Linked DNA regions of Hordeum vulgare: region 1 is linked to region 2. A link is a contact called in public Hi-C data. All regions are on one chromosome and are shown on one strand. Each heading gives the region's core, a stretch centred on a gene start, on an enhancer-like site or on the middle of the called end of the contact. The rest is flanking DNA. Distances are from core to core; before and after follow the strand shown.

Region 1 (5,888 bases), core at 3,236-5,735, 210 kb after region 2:
ACAAAATTAAGTCACTTAATTTAAGACGAAGAAAGTATTTGCGAACAAATATACACATGCTTTATATGGCCTCCACCGTCTAGTTGTTGTACCGTAGGAGAAGAACGTTCATCTTGCCGTATGATGCATCCTTTGACTTCAAAAAAAGGCTTGTATGTTTTTATTGCATACTAAGGTCTTGCCAAACGCACTAATAGAATTTACAGCCACGGTTTGCTAATACGGGCCCTCAAACATCCGTGGAAGCGTTCATGCTCGTCCGCGGATACTCACTGGTTAGTCCTCAAATCTGCTTGTCCACATGTGGGTCTTTCATATTTAAACCCTTAGATTCATACAAAACTTGCAAAAGAAAATCCTATATATTACGTACTATCCTAGTTTTTATCGTCGAAAATGTCCACGACGCTGGTGTCTCGCGCGGGGGAGGGCTTCGGCTCCTCGTCCTCCTCCTCGAGCTCATCCTCGCCGGCGAGAATCTGCGCCTCCTCCACAACCTCCTTCGCCTCTATCTCCTGCCTACTACTTCGCGCGCAGATCTGCGTCACCAGCGTCCCCACGTCGTCCTCAAGCTCCGGCTCCTCCTCCTCAACCTCAACCTCAACCTCCTCCTCCGGATCCACTACATCTGGAGGTAGCCCCGCGGCGATCTGGGCTTCATGCCTTGCCCATACCTGCTCAAGGAGCTACACTCAGCACTTTGGCATTGGAAGTGGCGGCGGCGGGGGCCGTGGCATTGCCAAAGAGCGTGGGAGAGGAGGCGGACGGGCTCGGGTGGCGATGCGGAGAGAAGGAGGTGAATGTGCTACGGCTTGGGGGTGCCGACCGGCTTAAATATCCAGATTTGGCATCGGGCGGCGAGCCAGAGCGGCGCCACGCATCGTCCACACCGCGGCGACGAAGGAGGCGTCCGTGGGACCGCCGAGTTTCTGGGCGAGTCCTCGTCGGAGCCCATCGACAGTCCTACATGGCTGGCGTGCCCGGGCGCGCGCTGGCACCCCCATATCGGCCTCATATTTGGTTTGGATATGGGGCGTGCTCGTCAACCCTAGAGTTTGAGGCTCGTTTTATGTGCCCAACTGGATCGAAATTTCGTGACCTGTAAGTCACTGGGCGGCCTTCCCGGACGTATGCGATGGGTTTGGAACGCTCGGTTGTAGATGATCTAATCATGTAAGTGTTCACCCATTCAACTCAACTTGTAATTCGTCCAAATGACCAAGAGCCTTGCTTTCCGAGAAAAGAGATAAAAATTTAAGTGTGGCGGCCTTCCCGGACGTATGAGGCGGGTTTAGGACGCCCACATGTAGATGCTCTAATCGTGTAAGTGTTCATCCATTCAACTCAACTTGTAATTCGTCCAAATGACCATGAGCCTTGCTTTTGAAGAAAAGAGATAAAAGTTTAAGTGCCTCGTTTTCATATCAAATGGAGCACATAAGATGGTGGTATTTTTTTAAAATCAAATACCATATATGGTTAATTATTATTTTTAAATCAAATACCATAGTTCTCCTTAATGATGAGGTCATTCCTACAATTGTTACATCCACAAACCTTTGCCCTTACACATGTTCAAGTATATGAAAAATAAGGACAAGCCACTAGAGCTCTCGCATGCCGATTAAATTACCCGATGCTTCTATTTCTAGAGACTACTTCCAATGATGAATATGATGTTTTCCAAATTAGATGAGTTTGTATTGCATGCGTCAACTATTCGTAGAACAAAATTATGCTGAAATGCATGCATGTGCCACCTTACATACGTGTTACAAGCAAATGGGTGACCAAACAAGTGACACAACACACATAACCAAGTACTGCACACAGAGAACACCCGTATTTATAGAGTTCGGTGGCAAGCATGCATGTCGTCACAAACAAAGAGCCGATCGATGATGAATCCAACTTTATATGCAGGTCGCTTCGCTTTTGACTTTACATAGCATCCATCTTCTACAAGTCACGCTAACTTGGATTTATAGTCCAACGATATTGCTAGATGCTTGTACTATATATATATATATATATATATATATATAACACGGGAGCGACAAACTAGTAATTTAGTACGTCATGTATTGCATATCTTTAGGATATATAGTGAATAAGAGATGCTATACTCAATGTTGTTTTGCCTATTATACGCACATTGAAAATGAGTCGCCGCTAAAGTTTCAATCATATATATACATATATCTATATTTATGAAGACGGATGGATAGATAGAGTGACGCGCTATGGATCAGTTTTTTTTACGCTTAAAATAAAGTCGTCTCCTTTTCAGTTTTTTCCATAAGCCATCTATCTCATTCAATGTGGGTTCTGAATTAGCTATGACATATCCAATTAAAAGCCTCAACTGATTTATGAAGCGATTTATTTTTTAAGTTGGAAAGAGACAGCTTATTTTTTAAGCCGCATAAAAAAACTGGGCCAATTTTTGCATTGATGCATGTAGTATGATCAATACCAGGATAGAAAGTACAGCTTCATTAGAACCAATTCATTCAAAATATTCATTCAATGGCTCATAGATAAACTGGACACTCACAACTAGCACAAAATTTAAGCTAAAAGTTGACACTTGCAAATATTTTAACGCAATGCATGAAATGATATGTGTCATTTGCCGTAATACAACATACATTGTGTCTGTATTTAAGATGTGATCAAATATTTTAACATGTTGCACATCTTTTATTGCTAGTATACTGAAACCAGTGGCATATACTTATCATGTTTTTGGCTCAATAATGTTAGTATGTACTATCATTTATTCGCTTTGATGTGGTCAATTAAAAAGATACAGTGAAATACATATGTGGATGGTATTTTTGTGCAGGACTCCAACCCTAACCATCAAATCTCATGTAAATGCTAAATGCATATGTATATGTGCTAGACAGGATTTTCTTTTTTCGGATACAAACAGCCCGTGACTGTTCTCCACTTCAACTCACTGCCCCATATACATTTCTAAAAACGCATTTCCATGTGAAAATAAATGCCATCCTGCCCATACATATACATTAACTTAAGCAGGGAAAAATAATAATCGAGGTGGTTAACTTAATTAATCGGTCAGATTTTTTTGCCTAATCATTAAAAGGGGCCACATGGCCATTTATTACCTGGAAAGGGAGGGATTAACCCACAACATGCCAATGCATGGCCATTTTTATACTCCTCCGCCTTCTCCGCGCACAGGCGTATTCTCCAGCCGAAACGCATGACGCGTGGGTCAAGCAAAGTTACGGGCCCGCAGCTCAGTGGCGTCTGCGCGCGGTGCACCGCGTCGGTGTTGCCTGGGCGGGTGGTGATGGGGGGGTCCGCGTTAATCGCCGGGGCACGTTCTGCGCCTCTTTCGCTCTCCGCGCGGGCCCACGGCACAGCTGTTATAATGTGGTCTTGTCTGCTCCTTCTCTCACTCCTCGTCCTAGTACCTTTTCTTTTCTTTTCTCTCTCTCCCCCGTTTCTCCTAACTAATTTTGTTCTCTCATGCATACAGCTTTTTCTTTGGCTTTTGAGGCCAAATTTATGTTTTTTTGTCAATACCAAATTTACGTTTCTTTTGTAAAAAATACCACTGCAGAAAAGAGAAGAAAAACTCACTGTAATGAATTGTTTCACTGCAACAGTCGCTTCTAACCCTCAAAATTAGGTGCATCGAAAAGTTGTGATAACAGAGGCTGTACTAGCTAGGAGGAATACGAGTGTAAAGTTACTGGTAGCTAAGAAAGGTTAATCCGATGGATAATACTGTATATGACTAAGATATATTGTATGGGAGAAATGACTAAGATGACCACAGAATCCAACATATTCCTCCATGGGGATTGAGGTAGGGGGAGTTTTGTAGATGGGTATTTGTGCTCCCCTCCCTTTCATCACAAGCCTCTCTCTCTCCTCTCCTCTCATCTCCTCTCCATGCCGCTCACATGTTTCTCTCTCTACCATACCATTGCCCGGCACTCCTCTCCCTCTCCTCCGTCCTTTGGGTTTTTAACTAGCTGTAGGGGCATTAGTCAGGGAGGGAGGTAAAGCCACCCTGACAGCGCAGCATCCCGTTTGTTTTATCTCCCGCATCATCCCCCTCATCATCGTCTGCACACAACAAACAGCCATCTCTCCTTGCACTCAACATTTCACTCCTCAACACCCCTCTCTCTCTCTCTCTCTCTCTCTCTCTCTCTCTCTTTCCTTCACAGCTATCATATTCTCGTCCCCTCTCTCTCCTCCATCCACCCTATTATTTATTGCAGGCTTACTGAAGGTATCTTATTTCTTTTTTCCTCTCCGTCTTCTTTCTTCCTCCTCCCCTCCCCTCTCCCTTGCAGGGCTAGTATTTTTCTTGTGCCAGGCTTCCTGTACTAGCGCTCCTCTATTCCTCTTCTTCATCTTCATCCCTCACCTGCCTACCACCTCATCTCTGTTCCTTTCCCTTTTTCCCCACTCCTTCTCTCTCTCTCTCTCTCTCTCTCTCTCTCTGTGCTCTTTCTGCTTGTCCTGGCCTCCCATCTTTTTCACCTCTCTCTCTCTCTCTCTCTCTCTCTCTCTCTCTCTCTCTCTCATGTACTGATCATTCAGTCGCCTCCATTCCCTATGCGCCTGTGGTAAAGCTCGGTCGGCGACGTGCACCCAGTGTGTACTAGCATGCAGCAGCAGCAGCAGCAGGGTGGAGGCCCGGGCCAGCAGTTCGGCTTGCATCCCCCAGAGATGCCGCCATTCTCGCCGTCTAGGAGCACCGGCCAGCAGCGGATCTCCATGGCCGAGGCGCCCTCGCCCATCAGCAGCCGCCCGCCGGCGCCAGGGCCGCCGCAGCAGCAGCAACAGCTCAACAACGAGCTAGCAGGTGCCGGCGCTGTGGGCTTCGACGAAGAGGCACTCGCCGCGGCAGCGGCCGGCGAGGAAGGCTTGGGCGGCGGCGCTGGAGGAAACCGGTGGCCGCGGCAGGAGACCCTGGCGCTGCTCAAGATCCGGTCGGACATGGACGCCGCGTTCCGGGACGCCACCTTCAAGGGCCCACTCTGGGAAGAGGTCTCCAGGTAAATTACAGCCCACTAATTGACCTCTGCCAGGCAATTGCGCGCGCCGTCGCCGGCGTCGCCGTCCGTCGAGGCCGGAAATTGCCGTCGGCGTAATGCCGCATGAAATCTCGGCGCCGGCGTGGTGTGATTCCCGTCAGCCGCGGCTGTTCAATTACCCGCTAAAAAACACTTCTTTTTTACACTTTTGCCTTAACTATCCTTCACGAGCACAGTGACTTTTTTCCATTTTAAAATCATATCGCTCTCCTTCCCCACCTTTCCCTGATTTTTTTTGTCCAACCATCCCTTCGACATGAGAGGTACTACTCCGGTAAGCTTCAGATCCGGGGGGCATCTATCCCGGAGACGCTGTCTTTTACTCTGGCCCTCTGAATTTCTGCACACAAAAGTTGGATTTTTATTCCCGATTTAATTTACTTTGCATTCTTCTTGGGATTTGCCATTCTTGCTAGTGCTGCATGTATGCATATGCCTTTCTAGTATATCTTTTGCATTTGGGTGCCCAAATCGAGTAAAATTCTACTAGTACATGCATGCAGCTTTTGTGTGAGGGTTACGGTTTACTTGCATGATGTGTGAGTTCGTATGTGTGCAATTGTGGTTGTAGAGTAGAGCTCCATTGACGAGGTTTTTTTCGCTTTGTGCCGCTGATGCTCATGATGATTGGTGTTGGTGGTGGTTGGCAGGAAGCTGGCCGAGGAGGGGTACAGGCGGAACGCCAAGAAGTGCAAGGAGAAGTTCGAGAACGTTCACAAGTACTACAAGCGCACCAAGGACAGCCGCGCCGGCCGCAACGACGGCAAAGCTTACCGCTTCTTCCGACAGCTCGAGGCG
Region 2 (5,888 bases), core at 1,667-4,166:
TGTTTCAAATGCCAGAATGACAAAACAGATATATACCCGAACTCTTACAAAAATTCCCTATGGTTTTTCAAAATATTTCTTTCAGAATCTCAAACCCTTTGGGTATAACCCAACAGACTCATGATGTGGATTTGTACTCCCGATGTAAGATAATATAAAGGTGCCTGGATGTTCATAAGATATGGCAAAACAATAGACTATTCTCATAGGATTATCTGATTTCTCAGCCCTCAAGATATCATCAACTTCCCCTTTTAACCCTTTCCTCAATTTGTGATAAGAGAGCATGCTTCTCATGTGGCCTACCAACTTGACTAACATGGCAACACCTCTAGCACTTAACTTCTCTCTCAAGCCTTATTTACTGGGAGCAACCGAGCAGACGAACCCTTATTCCTCTTAGTGCCAACAAGTACAGATCATCTCCAACGGTGTTGTTACTAATGAGATTTGTTTGCAACCAACCACCGAAAGTCCACATGTGTTCACATGTAATCTAGTCGTGAGACTACTCCGGGTGTTTGGAGCGTAGAATATTCTTGTGTTCATTGATGTACGGGGCCACCATTACAGAACATCATGAATAGAGAAATTACCAAATTAATACAAGTTCATCATCAAATTAAAACCAAAGTACAATAGTTATTGCTGCAAAAATAAATACATAAAGTTCATACATAGTTCCTATAAAACAACATGCAACTATGTAAAACATTTAAATGCAACCACAAATGCGATCAAAATTGCAACTAAGGTAACAATTGATCCAACAGCATAATGATACCAAGCCTCTTTATCAATAACATATTTTCTAATCTTTCTAATCTTCAAGCGCATTGCATCCATCTGGATCTTGTGTAGATCGACGACATCGACAACATGCAACTCCAATTTCACCTTCTCTTCAATCATTTTCAAATTTTATTTCAAATAATTGTTTTCTTGTTCAACTAGATTTAACCTCTCGACAATAGGGTCGGTAGGAATTTCTGGTTCACATACCTCCTAGATAAACACATCTATGTCAATTTGGTCGGCATAATTGTCATAAACACTAAATAAAACAAATAATTATAAAGATACTGTACCATATCCGAATCATAGATCGGACGAGAGCCGACGGGGGTGGATACCAAAACCATGGCACTATATAATACAGTAACAAACAATAATACAAGTAAGAAAATTATACAAGTAGCTATCTAAATCATACAAGTACATTTTTTTCTTTTAGGGGAGAAGATAAGAACAAGAGGCTCACCACGATGGTGTCGGCCGCGAGATCAGCGCGAGCGATCGACGACGGTGATGACGGGGATGAGGACGACACGACACCCTACACATGTGCAAGTAACAAGTTAATTTGAGCTCAAGTTGTGCATCTAAATCAAATAAACTGCCACGCGGACACTCCTTCACTAAAATCCACAAACCACTCTATTTCTGCAACATATGAAAGAGCTAAACTAGCAGTAAGAGATGAAAGGAGGAAGTTGCTAACCTTTTAGAACACTTGAATAGGTTGTGCACCGCCAAATCTAGACAAATCTTGAGGAAAATGAAGCTTGAAGGTCGAGCTTGGAGGAAGAACAGAGAAGAAAGCTTGAGTGTGGCGCGGGCATTTCATCGAACACCTTATGTGCATAGGAAGGCAGAACAGAGCACTACACACATCTCCCACACCTTCTACGACCAAAAAACAAATTAGAAGGGTGCATGGGAAAGGATATATATAGGCATCTTATTTGTCCCGATTGGTGTCTAAAACCGGGACCAAAGGCAAACATGTAGTTTCGATTGGAGACACAAACCAAGACTAAAGGGGTTGCGCCAGGAGCGTGGCCCTTTAGTCATGGTTGGTGTCTGGAACTGGGGCTACAGCTTCAAGTCGGACCGGGACTGATGCCTATCGAGGCCCGACCTGCGTCCTGGCCGCTCGAACCTGGACTAATGTTCACATTAGTCCCGGTTCGTAACAAGACCGGGACTAATGCTTTGATCTGACCAGAACCAGAGCCCTGCTTTTACTAATGATAGAGGCTGAGCGCCCGAAACATATCTGTGACCAAGAGTTTCAATTTGAAAGTGAGAATGCTGTGCCTAAGCATGAAGGAGCGGCAAATTTACATTGTTCATCTAATTTCATTATCAAATGTGTGATTGAAAAACTCACATTCAGCTGCAACATGATTTAGTTGAGCATATGTGTGCTCACGTTGGCAACCAATAGATGTATATCTTTTTATGTACTTGAAACAATTTAATTTGTATTCGACTTGTAAACTATAAAATATTTATTTGTTTGTCAAACTATATAAGATCTTTATATTTTGTTTGAATTATGCAAAGTAGTGTCAAATTCTACATATGTTTGACAAAACACAGCAGGCCGGCCGCGAGGACGCGCCGGTGAGTTGGGAGTCCCACTGACAAAACACACGTCTGTTTGAATTGACGCGTTCAAGCTGCTCTAAACTACATGGGAGATTTTTTTAGGAAATAACATCGTGATAAAGGCTATGTTCTTACAGGTTTTTTTTAGTAACGGAGCATCTAGTTGGGTTGCGAGTGGATAGATGCCTCGGCTGGGTGGATGTCAGCAGCATCCAAACCCGTGGATTATTATCGCAGAAATAGTAGCAGAGAAACACGTCTGCTATAACTTGGCCCGAACCATCACAGATTCTGCAGACGAAACCTCGCCATCTCTGACAGTGGATGTTTGGAACGGCGCCGCGGCCGCACGCACGGGCGCATGCACCCACGTAACGTATGAGCCCCGCGCGCGCGCCACAGTTACTTTCAGTTTTCCACACGTGGGTGCGTGGGAAACGGCGCTATCATCTCGCAGTCGAAGAGCTTTTCCTGCACGCAACGAAACGCCCTCACATCATTTTATCCATGCATGGCTCAACTTGCGGCCGCAACTTGGGGGGATGAAAGCCACGCCGCATGCAGGCATGCAGCAGTATTTGGATTTCCGGGGATCGTGATCGTTCGATGGCTCAATCCTTTCTCTTTTGCCGTTGCTTGTGTCGGTTTTGATGACAATTCATACAAGGCAGCTGTAGGTCAAAAGGTTCGTTGCGGAAGTAAGCAGGTTCGCGCGCACAATTATTGCGTCGAGTGTGAACCGATCGACGAGGCACACACGGTCCAGACGGTACTAGTATATCTGTTTTTGATTGTTCAACGCAAATACCTCCTCGCGCGTGTAAATAAATACGGAGGCCGGACTTATCCTTGTAGTAGACAGCAACGTTGCTGTTTGGCGCTATCTTTTATCAGCGGACGAGCCGGCTGCTGCGTACAGAACGGCAGCGGTGCAAATGCTTCCCGGTCCTGAAACAAGGAGCAGCAACACGGTGCAGGCCGACCTGAGGCGCATTGCTTCTTGCGCTACTTAATTGTGGTTGGCAAGTTACGGAGCTTTCTCCAAGTGTGAATGCACCGGAAGACCGGTCTCCACGCGGGGTATATAGTAATCCAGACGATTAATTTAGGGTTAATCCAGACTATTAATCGCTGCACTGTTGCACGTTGAATTGGTTGGGTTTTCGGCGTGTCCCCCTTTGATGTCAAGTCTTATGCGCAGTCGGCTGCGTGTATGCCATTTGGCGGGGTTTCTGACATGGACGTGCGTGCCCCGTCCGTCTGTCCTACGAACGGATCAAACTGAGCTACCCGAAGGCCCGAACAATGGATATTGTCCAACGTCTTCTTTTTATGGATTAAAGAATCGAAGGGGCCAGAAGGTGTAGAACCGCGATGGAGGACTCCCCGGCCCGTCCAGGCCAGCAGCAACTGGGAGTTATCCCGTGTGCAGGCCACGCGTTTGGGCAGTGCTAGCTCCACTGGGCTTCCCGGCGGCCGCCCTGCCGAGCGCGCACTCAGTCGCAGGAATCGCCATCCTGCCTGCCTCTGCCTCTGTGTGTCAGCCAGAGCCGCAGTGCGATCCAGTGCTAGCTCCCAAAGCTGTGAAATGCCTACATGGGCTCTGCCTCTGGGCGTACGTACGGCGTCACGGCGGCGCCCCTGCTGAGTGCTGAGTGCTGACTGCGGTACGGTACGAGCTAGCTATCCCAAATGAGGAGCCTGGGTTTCTGTTCGCTTTCCCATTTGGCAAGCGCCCGAAAAGACGTCCAAATTGGGTAGAGAGTGTTTTTACGGACCATGCGCATTACCGCAACGTGCTCTCACTCACAGTGTCGGGATCGAACTGCAGTGAGGGTTGCTTGCATTGCAATGCATGTTCACTCTGTGACTGGGGAGAAACATACACCGTGACTCCGACTTTTGACTAAACATGCTCAACCGAATAGACTACACGTGGAACATGGCATCTCTCCGCTTCCTATAACAGGCTGATAAAAGTCACATCACATTAAACAGGAATTAGAAAACGACGAGAGGTACTACGCGAGAAATTAATCAAGTCGATAGAAATATGTAGAAGAAGATGCGGTGACTATTTGTATTGAGCAAAATAAACAAGATGCGACGCTAACTGAATAACTTAGGGAAAATGAAAGAGAACAATACGGGGTGATAAGTACGTAGATGACGCAGTGCGTGGGTGTTTAGTTTATTTTATTCGAAGCTAATTTCTCTTGCAGATCCCATCTAGGCGGCTGGGTTGGGCAATTGTGGTTAATTGCCATTGACGTGCATGCATCGCATCAGAAAGCGACTCTGCGTCACACGTAACTGGATGAGAGTTAAAAAGGGGGTGAAGAAGTTGCTAGAAAAATACATAAAGCACAATCAGAGTCACAAACGGTTGTGGATTAACACGCCGCCAATACGGTCAGGGAAGTTGGGCATCTACTTGCAGATGTGCCCTAGGTCCCACATTAGATCAATGATCAATGGGATTCGGCATTTTCTTTCCCACTGCTGCTAAAACTTAGGCCCTGTTTGAAACCACCCAGATTATATAATCTGGTTTTTATAATTTATTGTATTTTCAAACAGGACAATTTATATTGTAGATTTTATAAATAGATGACCAGATTATTATAATCTCATAATCTGCTCTACCCCAGCTAAAATGAGATTATGGATTACAAATGACCACTAGTGGGGACGGGGCCTTTAGCCCCGGCCCGTAAGGGGCTTTAGTCCCGGTTTACCAACCGGGACTAAAGGGGCGGGACTAAAGGCCTAACCTTTTCGTCCCGGCCCTCTTACAAGCCGGGACTAAAGGTGCTCCACGTGGGCGCCTCGTAGCGCCCCAGGGGCAGGCCCTTTAGTTCCGGTTCGTTACACGGACCGGGACTAATGATTTTCAGATTTTGCTGGTTTTTGGGTTTTTTTTTGAATGAAATTATTTTAGGGTTTTAGGGTTTAGGTGTTCGGGAGATTAACGTGATGCCTCGTTTGGTGTTCGGGAATTAGTTTTCATATAATTTAAATAGAAATAATTATGCATATATATATATATAAGATTAACTTATCTTACAAGCGAGCATATATATACAATTACATGGAGATCTGAATTATCGGGACTAGAGCCCGTCTATTCGATTACATGGACGAACATCAGTAATGCCCCTAGCTACACTAAATCGTCCTTTGTCATCTATAGCTTCCATCCTGAGAAAGGTCGTAAGCTCCTCTGCAACAGTAATCGCGCGTTGCTCTGGTAGGACATTCGTCGTCATGGCCGTGTGCTATATAAGAAGAGGAGATGAATATGAATATCAATCATGATAACAAAGAATGACGGGTAAAAATAGAGGTGTGAATGTTCATTGCTTACGTCGAATCTGTGATCCTTGTGTTCAGAGGTAAACGTGTGAATGGTCTCGCAAACATAGTATCCGCATAGATGCGTTCCCCGTGGCTGCTGGTCGCACTTTACGAGAATAGAATATATATAATCAAAA

The links. A called contact is a pair of places that touch in the nucleus more often than the background predicts.
Region 1: a Hi-C map of leaf shows a contact between it and region 2, with 7 times the contacts expected there. The contact joins the promoter of LOC123434039 here to the enhancer-like site in region 2. A contact is called at or near these places in 3 of 6 Hi-C or Micro-C datasets (leaf and seedling) and 1 of 1 datasets of contacts at active chromatin or transcription factors (embryo).

The regions. Positions count from the first base shown.
Region 1 is chr1H:327,909,313-327,915,200 of MorexV3_pseudomolecules_assembly, forward strand. LOC123434039 (trihelix transcription factor GTL1-like) reads left to right here and starts at 4,486. Exons shown (of 3, transcript XM_045115489.1): 1 at 4,486-5,051; 2 at 5,741-5,888. The coding sequence starts at 4,660. It overlaps LOC123434055 (a long non-coding RNA gene), which reads right to left and starts at 4,574. Exons shown (of 2, transcript XR_006625353.1): 1 at 4,534-4,574; 2 at 4,288-4,492.
Region 2 is chr1H:327,703,970-327,709,857 of MorexV3_pseudomolecules_assembly, forward strand. No RefSeq gene overlaps it. Among protein-coding and RNA genes, the nearest start is that of LOC123434039, 210 kb to the right of the region's middle. Within about 2 kb of position 2,917, at least 2 of the 3 cell types and tissues checked have open chromatin away from gene starts, as enhancers often do. A contact at or near this core is called in leaf, where this site is marked.